Regions from separate parts of the Sus scrofa genome. Here region 2 is linked to region 1. Evidence: chromatin contacts called from public HiChIP or PLAC-seq data. All regions are on one chromosome and are shown on one strand. The core of a region is the stretch at or near the end of the contact, and the rest is flanking DNA. Distances in the headings are between cores, read along the strand shown.

Evidence for each region. HiChIP or PLAC-seq counts read pairs in DNA pulled down with a chosen protein or histone mark.
Region 2: a contact with region 1 is called in an H3K27ac HiChIP or PLAC-seq map of alveolar macrophages. The contact joins two enhancer-like sites. A contact is called at or near these places in 1 of 5 promoter capture datasets (fetal liver), 16 of 47 Hi-C or Micro-C datasets (adipose tissue, alveolar macrophages, blood and 5 more) and 2 of 2 datasets of contacts at active chromatin or transcription factors (alveolar macrophages and skeletal muscle).

The regions. Positions count from the first base shown.
Region 1 is chr1:147,569,841-147,574,828 of Sscrofa11.1, reverse strand. No RefSeq gene overlaps it. Among named protein-coding and RNA genes, the nearest start is that of MBP, 77 kb to the left of the region's middle. Within about 2 kb of position 2,533, at least 9 of the 83 cell types and tissues checked have an H3K27ac peak or open chromatin away from gene starts, as enhancers often do. A contact at or near this core is called in alveolar macrophages and retroperitoneal adipose tissue, where this site is marked.
Region 2 is chr1:147,619,045-147,624,032 of Sscrofa11.1, reverse strand. No RefSeq gene overlaps it. Among named protein-coding and RNA genes, the nearest start is that of MBP, 28 kb to the left of the region's middle. Within about 2 kb of position 2,797, at least 25 of the 83 cell types and tissues checked have an H3K27ac peak or open chromatin away from gene starts, as enhancers often do. A contact at or near this core is called in alveolar macrophages and retroperitoneal adipose tissue, where this site is marked.

The DNA.
Region 1 (4,988 bases), core at 1,284-3,783:
GAAAAAAGTGACACATTCTCTTCTTTGTCTAAAATCCTAAAATATGTTTCAAATTAAAGCAAACTCCCTTTCGTACAAACCCCTCCCTCCCTTGACACAGGTAAGCAGCTTCCCGGGGCTGGCAGACAGCCCGATTTGCATGATTTCTGTATTTATTACATCTGCATGTAATCACAGCATGTAGTGTTCTTTTGTGTATTTAAAAGTTTTCAATAAACAGAATGATGCTATATTTATTCATGTGCAGCTTGGCTGTTTTCCACTCAATGCTATTGCTTTGATTTTGACCTGTGCTGCCACCTGACCAACACCATGCAGAGCCTGAGCAGAGCTCAGGCTTGAATCTCAGCTCTCTCACTCACTAGGAGCCATCAACCATCGAACCTTAACCATATTTTGTTCATTTTTTCACCTGATCTTAGACACATTCAATCTCGATTTAATAAACATTAAAACAGTTTGGGGAAAAAAAAAATACATGGGCAAAGCCAGGGTAGTGCCAAGAGGGAAATTTATAGGGCTAAAATGCTGACATGGAAAGGAAGAAAGGTCTCAACTCAATAATCTGAGGTTTAACCTATTAAACTTTTATAAAAAAGGCTAAATATATCTGAAGAAAGTAGAAGGAAGGAACTAGTAAAGAACAGAAACCAGTGAAACCAAAAGCAGGAGAACAACAGAAAAGATAATCCTTCCTCTCTAGAATTGCTTTAGATTCTTTGTCAAAGATTGTGTCCATATATGTATGTGCGTCTATCTCTGGGTTCCCTGGTCCGTCCCCTTGACGGAGGTGTCTGTCTCTCCACCAGGACACCCTGTCCTCGTTACTGTGGCCAGAGGGTAAACCTTACCACCAGGGACAGCAATTCCCCCCACTTCTTTCTTCCCTGTCAAAGTCCTGTTAGCTGTTCGAGCTCCCACGTCAATCCATACATTTGAGAATAAGCTTGTCTATGTCTACAAAACCCTTGGTGGAATTTTGATAGGAATTTCATCAGATCTATAGACATACTTGGGGAGAATGAACAGTTTTACTGTGTGGGATCTTCCATGCCATGATCACAGGTTAATCTTTTGTTTCTTTCATCGGTGTTTTGTCTTTTTAAGCACACAGATTCTGACTCAGCGGGGTGTTTTTAGGGTATACCTAAGTATGTCCTTTGCTTTGGAGTCATTTTAAATGGCGTCATATTTTAGCTTCAGTTTCTACATGTTTGTTGTTGGCAGATACCAATGTAGAAGACTTTTGTGTGTTGATGTGTGTCCTGAGGCCTTGGTGAACTTCCTCACAAGTCCAGGAGATGTTGGGGTTAGACTTCTTGTGACAGGAAGTCTAACCTCTTGCAGACACTCGTGCATCTGTAAATGGGAAAGTATTGTTTCTTCCTTTCCAATCTCTATCCTTTTAATTTTTTAATTATTTTTTCCTTTTTTGTCTTTTTAGGGCCTCATGCACAGCATACAGAGGTGTTGAGTTGGAGGTACAGCTGCTGGCCTACACCAAACAGCCATGGAACAATGTCACACTCCTAAGTAGGAACAAAACCCAAACAAAACCAAAATCCTCTACCCAAACCTCTCCCCTTGTACAAAAATTAACACAAAATGGAGAACAGACTTCAGCGTAAAGCATAAAAATATAAAACTTGTACGGGGGAAAAAAAAAACAGGAGAAAATCTTCCAGACTCAGGCTAGGTGAAGGGTTCTTGTATTTTTACACCCACTCACAGACCATAAAAGGAAAAAAATTAGTAAACTGGATCTCATTGAAATAAAAAATATTCTCTCTGCAAAAGACCCTGTGGAGAAGCTGAAGACAAGCTAAACTGACAGATTAACGGCAAACCACTGGGACTGTTATCTTGAACATACAAGGAATTAACAAGACCAAATAATCCAATTAGGAAACGGGCAAAGACAAGATCAAGCCGCTCACCTGTGGATATACAGATGGCAAACGCACATGTGAAAAGACTGGCATCTTTGCCCGCGAGGGAAAAGCAGATGAAAATCACACTGAAGCATCTTTGCACACCTGCTAGAACAGCTCAAATGAAGCAATGACAATGCCAGATGCTATCCTGGAGATCCCAGATCACTCGCACCTGCTGGGGGGATGTAAAATGGTCCAGCCATTCCGGAAAAGAGTGGGGCACTTTCTTATAAAATGGAACATGCTTTCAGGATATGACTCAGCAGTGGAACTCCTGGGCATTTATCCCAGAGAAATGAAAACTATGTTCACAAGAAACCATGTATAAGGATGATCACAACAGCTTTACTCAAATAGCCCCAAACATTCACTCAAAGGGTGAATGGTTAAAACCAAAAAACTATGGAGGGCAGAGCATCGACTCCAAGGAATATTACTCAGCAACACAAAAGAATGAGCTGCTAGTACACTCAAGAACTTGGAGAATTTCATTTAGAGAAAAAAGCTAATCAAAAAAGGGTGCATATTGCATGGGTCCCTTTATATAGCATTCAAAAAGTGATGAAATTATAGAAAATGAGGAACAGATCAGTGGTTGCCAAGGGCGTAGGGAGGGGGAAGGGGGAAGTTGTCTGTGGCCATAAAGGGCAGCCTGTAATGGAACTGTCCTACCTGTGGGTAGTCACACAATTCTACACACGTGAGAAAATTACATAAAACTACACACAGACACGTGGGAGCACGTAAGCTGGTGAAATCTGAAATCCCAACATGGTTGATGGGCTCTCAGTGTTAATTTCCCGGTTGTGATTCGGACTAGAGTTTTGCAAGACGTTACTATATGGATCATTCAGTATTATTTTTCACAATTGCATGTGAATCTACATTTATCTCAAAATTTTAAAAAAATGTTAATTGCTTCTGTGAGCAACCTTTGCATATGCCTTAGGCACTCAGACCAGGCTCTCTTTGGAGGCTACACTTAGGAGTGAAACAATGAGGTCATAGGGAATATCCATCTTCAGCTTTTATGGCTTATTCTCTAAGGTGTCTGGTCCTGTTTGCATTCTACTCATGATCAAGTGAGTTCTCACTTCTCTAAATCTTCCCCAACCCTCAATATAGTCAGAACTTAATTTTTTTCACCAGCACGAGGGATATGAACAATTATCTCATCGATGTTGTGATTTTCAATTTCCTGAGAACTAGTGGGTTAAGCATCTTTTCATGTCTTACTAGACCAGCCTAGTCACTCACATCTTTTTCTTCTAGGTGGTTTGTTGTGTTTTGCTGAATTTGAGAATGTTTTATACATCCCAGATACCTCACCTAAGTCTGTTTACCTTCATTCTCTAGGCATCCATCTATTTTTTTTTTTTAAATAACAGAGCTTCACATTTACTCTGGTATTCACAGAGTCCAGATGTATAGTTATGAATTTTTAAATTATTGACATGAGGGTGGTTCTGCCTTTGGACAAGGCCTCAGCTCACACCTGAGAGCTCCAGCCTCCTACCTGGGCAGCCTCTCCAGCCCTAATTCCTCACGATCCATCTCTCATGTGTATCTCCCACTGGCTCTGTCTCTCTGGCTAAAGCCTGGTGGCTGCATGTTAAGGTAGAGACTGGAAACCTGCTCATCCAGCCTCTCTGCTCAGCAGGACCATCAGGGTCTCTGCTGACAATTACTGTGCATTAAATCCAGCTCCTAGGGCCCCCAACTCAGGCTGATTTAAGCTTCCTTCCGTGGCTCCAAGGGACCAATAGAAGTGTCCTCCTTTATGTAGTGCTTAATGACTACTTACTAAAAATCGTACCAAGGAATTAGGAAACTGACTCTCCTTACTGACAACTTCACTGAGGAAGTTAGGACAGGGTGACTAAAAGAGATGTGACAGTCCAATCATCCTGTAGAGGAAGCATATTTTGTTGGGTGTGGCCACTCAGGAGCAGTGGAATTTTAAAGAGACAGAAACCAAAGGCAGCTCTGTGAGGTTTGCAAGGTGTCCTGTCAGTCTGCAGGGCAGCAAAGAGGGGCTGGTGGCAGGATCCTGGAACTTAATCCTGTAGGCACCTGTGAGTCTCTGTGCCTTGGTTTCCTAGTCAGTGAAAATGAGAGTAGGAGTTCCCTGGTGACTTAGCTGCTTAGGACTTGGCATTGTCACTGATGCGGCATGGGTTCAATCCCTGGCCCAAGAACTTCCACATGCCATGGGCATTGCCCCCCCAAATGAAGATAATAATAGGGTAGTTATATCAAAGGAGGGTATCCCCTGGCATCAGGACGATTCATCAGGTGAAATAGCATTTTCAGAAGACAGCTGGCAATTTGTAAGTGGTCAAAAATGCTACCTGGGTACAGAAATGGTTGTCAATTTTTTAAAGAACCTAGAAAACTAAAAGTTCAACATACCTCCAATTAGCATTTAGAAATTCAGAAGGAAATAGAAAAAAATCACCAAAAAGACTGGTCTCTACTCTTTTCCACCTTCAGCAAGTGCCTTTCATCAGGGCACATGGTCGAGGCCATCCCCCACCAAAGCTAGGCTGAAGTGATTCCATGTCAATCACAGATCAAATAACTTTTCTAAATGCTCTTCTCTTTGGACAGAAATACGATACTTTAGAAAGATTTTTAAGGTGCATTTGAACCAAACAGTTTTTGTTCAACCCTGGTTAATAAAGGTACTCAGTTAAATCCTAGGGAGTTACTGTTAACCGACATTTTATGGCAATTTTTAACTGGATTTCCTCCCTTCAGGTTTTGATCTATCCCACTTAAAAAAAAATTCAGCTACCGACGAGCACCCGTGGCCTGGGAGGAACGCCGCGGGTTCATAAGGCTTCTGCCCCTTGCAGGTCATTTGGCCCATCCTTTCCTGAAGATCTGCTTTGACTCCTGCTGGCTCCACACCTGGGTCCCCATGTCCCAGGAGGCCCTCAGCACTCTCATGTGGCCTACCAGGGAGCAGAGGTACAGGCCTGAGCCCAATATAGGGAGGTCCCTAACTTGCAGGCCACTCTGTAAAACATCCCCCTGACCTCGGTGGGCTAA
Region 2 (4,988 bases), core at 1,548-4,047, 49 kb before region 1:
GGGGAGGGGGCTCAGAGGAGGGCCAGGGGCCCCAGGCTGCAATCTTGCCTTTGTGTCTGGGGACTCGTCTTAACTGTCCTGGCAGTCAAACCCTCTCCTACATAATGAGGGGGAGGACAAGATGATTTCTAATATTCCTTAAAGCTTTCGACCTGTGTTTTTTTTTTGGGGGGGAACCCCACCTGCAGCATATGGAGGTTCCCAGGCTAGGGGTCCAATCGGAGCTGTAGCTGCCAGCCTACACCACAGCCACAGCAACGTGGGACCAAGCTGTGTCTGTGACCTACACCACAGCTCCTGGCAACATCGGGTCCTTAACCCACTGAATGAGGCCAGGGATTGAACCTTGCGTCCTCACAGATCCTAGTTGGGTTCGTTATCACTGAGCCACAACAGGAACTCCTCGACTTGTGGTTTTGACTCTGTGGCTTTTTTCTCCACCCCACTCACACAGTGTTGATCCTTTCACATGTCTAGATGTGAATAACAGGCCTCAGGCAGCAATTGAGTAATAATTAGCAATAAATTAAGGCAGCCGTCAAATATTCTCAGGAAAAGTTGTGCAACAATCCTTTTTGAAGGAAGCTGATTATATTTGGGAGGGACAGTTAAAGAGGGGTCTGCAAGGAAAGACGAAGTTGCCTGTGGTCCTTACTGAGTGGAAACAGCATTTTGCATTTTGTAACTCAATCCAGGTATCGGAATATTTTATTTTATTTTATTTTATTTTTTCATTTTTTTAATCTTTTTGTCTTTTTGCCATTTCTTTGGGCCGCTCCCGCGGCATATGGAGGTTCCCAGGCTAGGGGTCTAACCGGAGCTGTAGCGGCCGGCCTACGCCAGAGCCACAGCAACGCAGGATCCGAGCCGCGTCTGCAACCTACACCACAGCTCACAGCAACGCTCGATCCTTAACCCACTGAGCAAGGGCAGGGACCGAACCCGCAACCTCATGGTTCCTAGTCAGATTTGTTAACCACTGCGCCACAACGGGAACTCCTGGAATATTTTAAATATTACCTGAAATAGATCTCAAAGAGACTCCCTCCAGGAAGTGTCTTGGAAACAAAAAAATCCAACTTTTTTTTTTTTTTTTTTTTTTTAAAGGCTAATGTGAGAATTCTCAGGGGAAATATCTGTCCTGGCAGAGAGTCTCCTTCTGACTTGGCCGCGTTATCTGAGGCTGCATGCGTTCTCAGAGGCCCTCCCACCACGAAGGGGTGCCTGCCCTGAAGCTGGAGCCACAGGACACCATGCTGCCTTGGCTGTGGCGGGAAAGGCACACAAGGTCATAGGTGGGGATGTGGGCCTTGAATGGGCTGAGCTGTAAGGAAGCTTATTATCCAGTTTATTACCATTTGCATGTGGAATAAATCACTAATTTGCTAAAAAAATATCTCGAGGTCACTGGCCACCATGTGATCATCTGTGATAAAAATCGGAACAGGGAAAAGTTCTTGCAGTTTGTTAACTGTGGCTTTGCTTCCCTGGAGGAGCACGCAGACAGGTGTCTGACGGCAACAGCCAACACTCACTGTGGCCGATGGCAGGGTCCTGTGAACCCACGTGTGTCAGCTCGTATGTTACTCACGGGCAGGTCTGCCATCAGCCCTTCATGCTTGAGAGCAAACCACATCACAGAAAGATAAGCAAGTACATCCCTAAACCACACAGCTGACATGGAGGGAGTGGCTGTGCTCCCCCAGCCCATGTAAAAGAGAAGCTGAAGAGAGTTCATTTTCCACCAGGCTGCTGGGAGGCTCCAGTTAAAGGTCAAGTTCACCTACAGCCATTGTTGAAATGTTGACAGATGTACGTGCAGCCTTACTTTACCTCATCTACACTTGATGTTGTTTTATATTTTGTTTCCTGTGTGTCTTATTGTAAGCTAACTCAAGCCTTATGAGCAAGGCATACATATATACATATATATATTTCTATCTACTCAAATATATATTATATAATATGCATTGTGTATCTAACATATATTACACTTTAAGTGTTATACGTATACTTAAATGTTCCTACTATGAATACTTTCCCCTTTAACATGAACCATGGCCAATTCTAGCTCCACTGTTTGAGCAATGAACTAGTAATTTTCCATAAGATTTTGCCCTTCCCTTCAATGGCTTAGGCATGTAAAGTGTTGTGACATGAAGCATCAAGGTCACGTTCCCATGACCCTATGACCCCGTGGAGTTGTACCAGTGTTCATCCAAGGTGACAGGTCCTTGTACCTCTGTCCTGACTTTTGAGATGTGGGTCACACCTGGAAGGAAGCACAGCTGCTCTGGAAAGAGTGGGGTGCCCTCTTTTGGAGACTCCCTCCTTTGTGGGTATAATTAGGAAGACCTAAGGCTTCCGCTCACCTCAGCTGAATTACCTGCCCTTGTTTCAGCCCTGTGACCAGCTCTGCAGGGTGGTGGGTGAACTTCGCCCTCTATCCTGACTGGATTTCCAGTGACAAGGATACCTTGTGCCGAGGGTGTGGGTGTGGGTGTGAAGCTCAAAAGAAGCTCAGTAACTATCCAGTTGCCAAACACCCTGGTTTCCCAAAGCCCGAGGCCTAAAATATTTTTTTCCTCTTTGGCTAACTGGGTAGCCAGTCTGGAGTATGATTGCCTGCAGCCAGAAAAGAAAAGATAGAAAGAGATTTACAAGTGTGCTCTAATGAATCCTCCTTCTGTGAAAACTTCCCATGAAATGAAAAAGTAAATAAAACATCTGAGTGTGTTGCTAAGCAACTGCCTCTGGCCTCCACCAGACATGGGGAGACTTCCCTGGTTTGAGTTGTGCAACTCAGGGTTTCAGGCAGGCAGTGAGTGAGTCAGAGACCCGGGCACCTGTGCTGCGGTCAGGGTGATCTTGAGCTCCCCGAATGTTCCAGTTCAGTCCCCACTCGGGACCCCCAGCAGAACTCTCACAAAGCAGCTCTCTGACTACCACCAAGACCCTGGGTCCATGTGTCCTACAGACATGGGTCAGGGAAGGACTGATGGCCCACATCCCTCACATACCCCGATTCTCCCAACACAGGGACAAAATGACACGAGGAGCATCATCAAATGGCCGCTGATGACTTAATCACGAAAGCGTGGTTTCTTCTTATACTTGGGAAATTTCTGTCCAGCCAGGAAAAGACTTTTTTGTAAAGAGGGAGGGGGCTGCTGATTTTACTAGAGTGACATTCCTGTAACACTTGAGAATTTTAAAAGAATTCTCATATATTTCCTCCAAGATTACACAGTCTAGTTTGATAGCCAAGATTATGTTCCCTTCATTTCTCCTCATCACTCCGCACCTCTAGACCGGGTGGCTCTGGGCCCCAGGAAAGCACGAGGAGTGCGAGGTTATGAAGTTCAAAGGCAGATGCCTGACGGCTCATGGCCCTGTGTCTGTATGAGTCAGGATTACAGAGCACAGATCAGTGACATCCAGGAGGCGTCCTGGCCACCCTCACTCATGGTCACACTTCCCCTGTGCTGTGACTCAGCAGTGTCAGCTGGACACGCCCTGAAGGTGCCGACTAGGGAACTGCCCCCTGTTCACGCTGATGGGCTGAGAGCTTGGCACGTGAGAGGTACCTTCGCTCAGCAGGTATCTGAGCCTCTCTTAATGATCAAGGCCCTGTGAAGACACAAAGACTCGACAGGCAGAAGTTGGCTCGTGGCATAAAAGACAAATCTAACTCTGTGACATGATTGAAATTTTGCATTTCCATTGGTTTTTGAATTCAACTCTAGCTAATAAAAAAAATTCTCCAAATTGAATATCTGATTGAGAAGGTTAAAGAGGGCTGCCTTTGAAAGTACTTCAGGAATTATACAATGTTGATAATTTAAGGAAAAAGCTTACAATAGATCTTTTTCATGTTATATCATAGAAGTGTTATATACACGCATATATATACACATACACACACACACACACACATATATAGTGTGTGTGTGTATCTGATGGTGAAAGAATGGCTGACATTGTTATGAATAATCCTAAAGGCAGTTAACCTGGAGAATAATCATAAAGATGATGCTTGCTTTAAAAACAAGTAAGTTTAGTAAAAAAAAATCTAAAACTTACTTCTATTCATATATAGAACCTAAAAGTGGACATTTCTATTTTGTCATTTTCTTTTACATGTTTATATACAAGTGTACTTGGAACATGGGACTAAAGACACCTTTCTTTTAGAAGTTTAGAGGCAGATTTAATCTTTCTTTTTTTAAAAAAATTTTTATGGTTGCACCTGCAACATACAGAAGTTCCCAGGTTAGGAGCTGAATCACAGCTGCAGCGGCCAGCCAACACCACAGCCACAGCAACACCAAATCCTACACTAAAGCTCATTGCAGAGCACAGATCAATGGCATCCAGAAGGCATCCTGGCCACCCCCACTCATGGTCACACTTCCCCTGTGCTGTGACTCAGCAGTGTCAGCTCATGGCAAATGCTGGATATTCGAACCCACTGAGCGAGCGCAGGGATCGACCCCTCGTCCTCATAGATATTAGTTGCATTCTTTTTTTTTTTTTTTTTTCGTCTTTTTGTCATTTCTAGGGCTACTTCTGTGGCATATGGAGGTTCTCAGGCTAGGGGTCTAATCGGAGCTGTAGCTGCTGGCCTACGCCAGAGCCACAGCAACATGGGATCCGAGCCGCGTCTGCAACCTACGCCACAGCTCACGGCAATGCTGGATCCTTAACCCACTGAGCAAGGCCAGGGATCGAACCCGAAACCTCATGGTTCCTAGTCAGATTTGTTAACCACTGAGCCATTGCGGGAACTCCAAATTGCATTCTTAATCTGCTGAGCCACAATGGGAACTCTGGGGCAGATTTAATCTTAAAGTCATAGACACTCAGGCCTTCCATTCAAATTCACAGACTGGGCCTCCCTCTCTATTCTGAAGACCACATGTGTTCTCTGAGCCAGGGCGCTGCCCTCTCCTTCTTCCTCTCTTCCTAAGGCGTGGAAGGCCCACTAC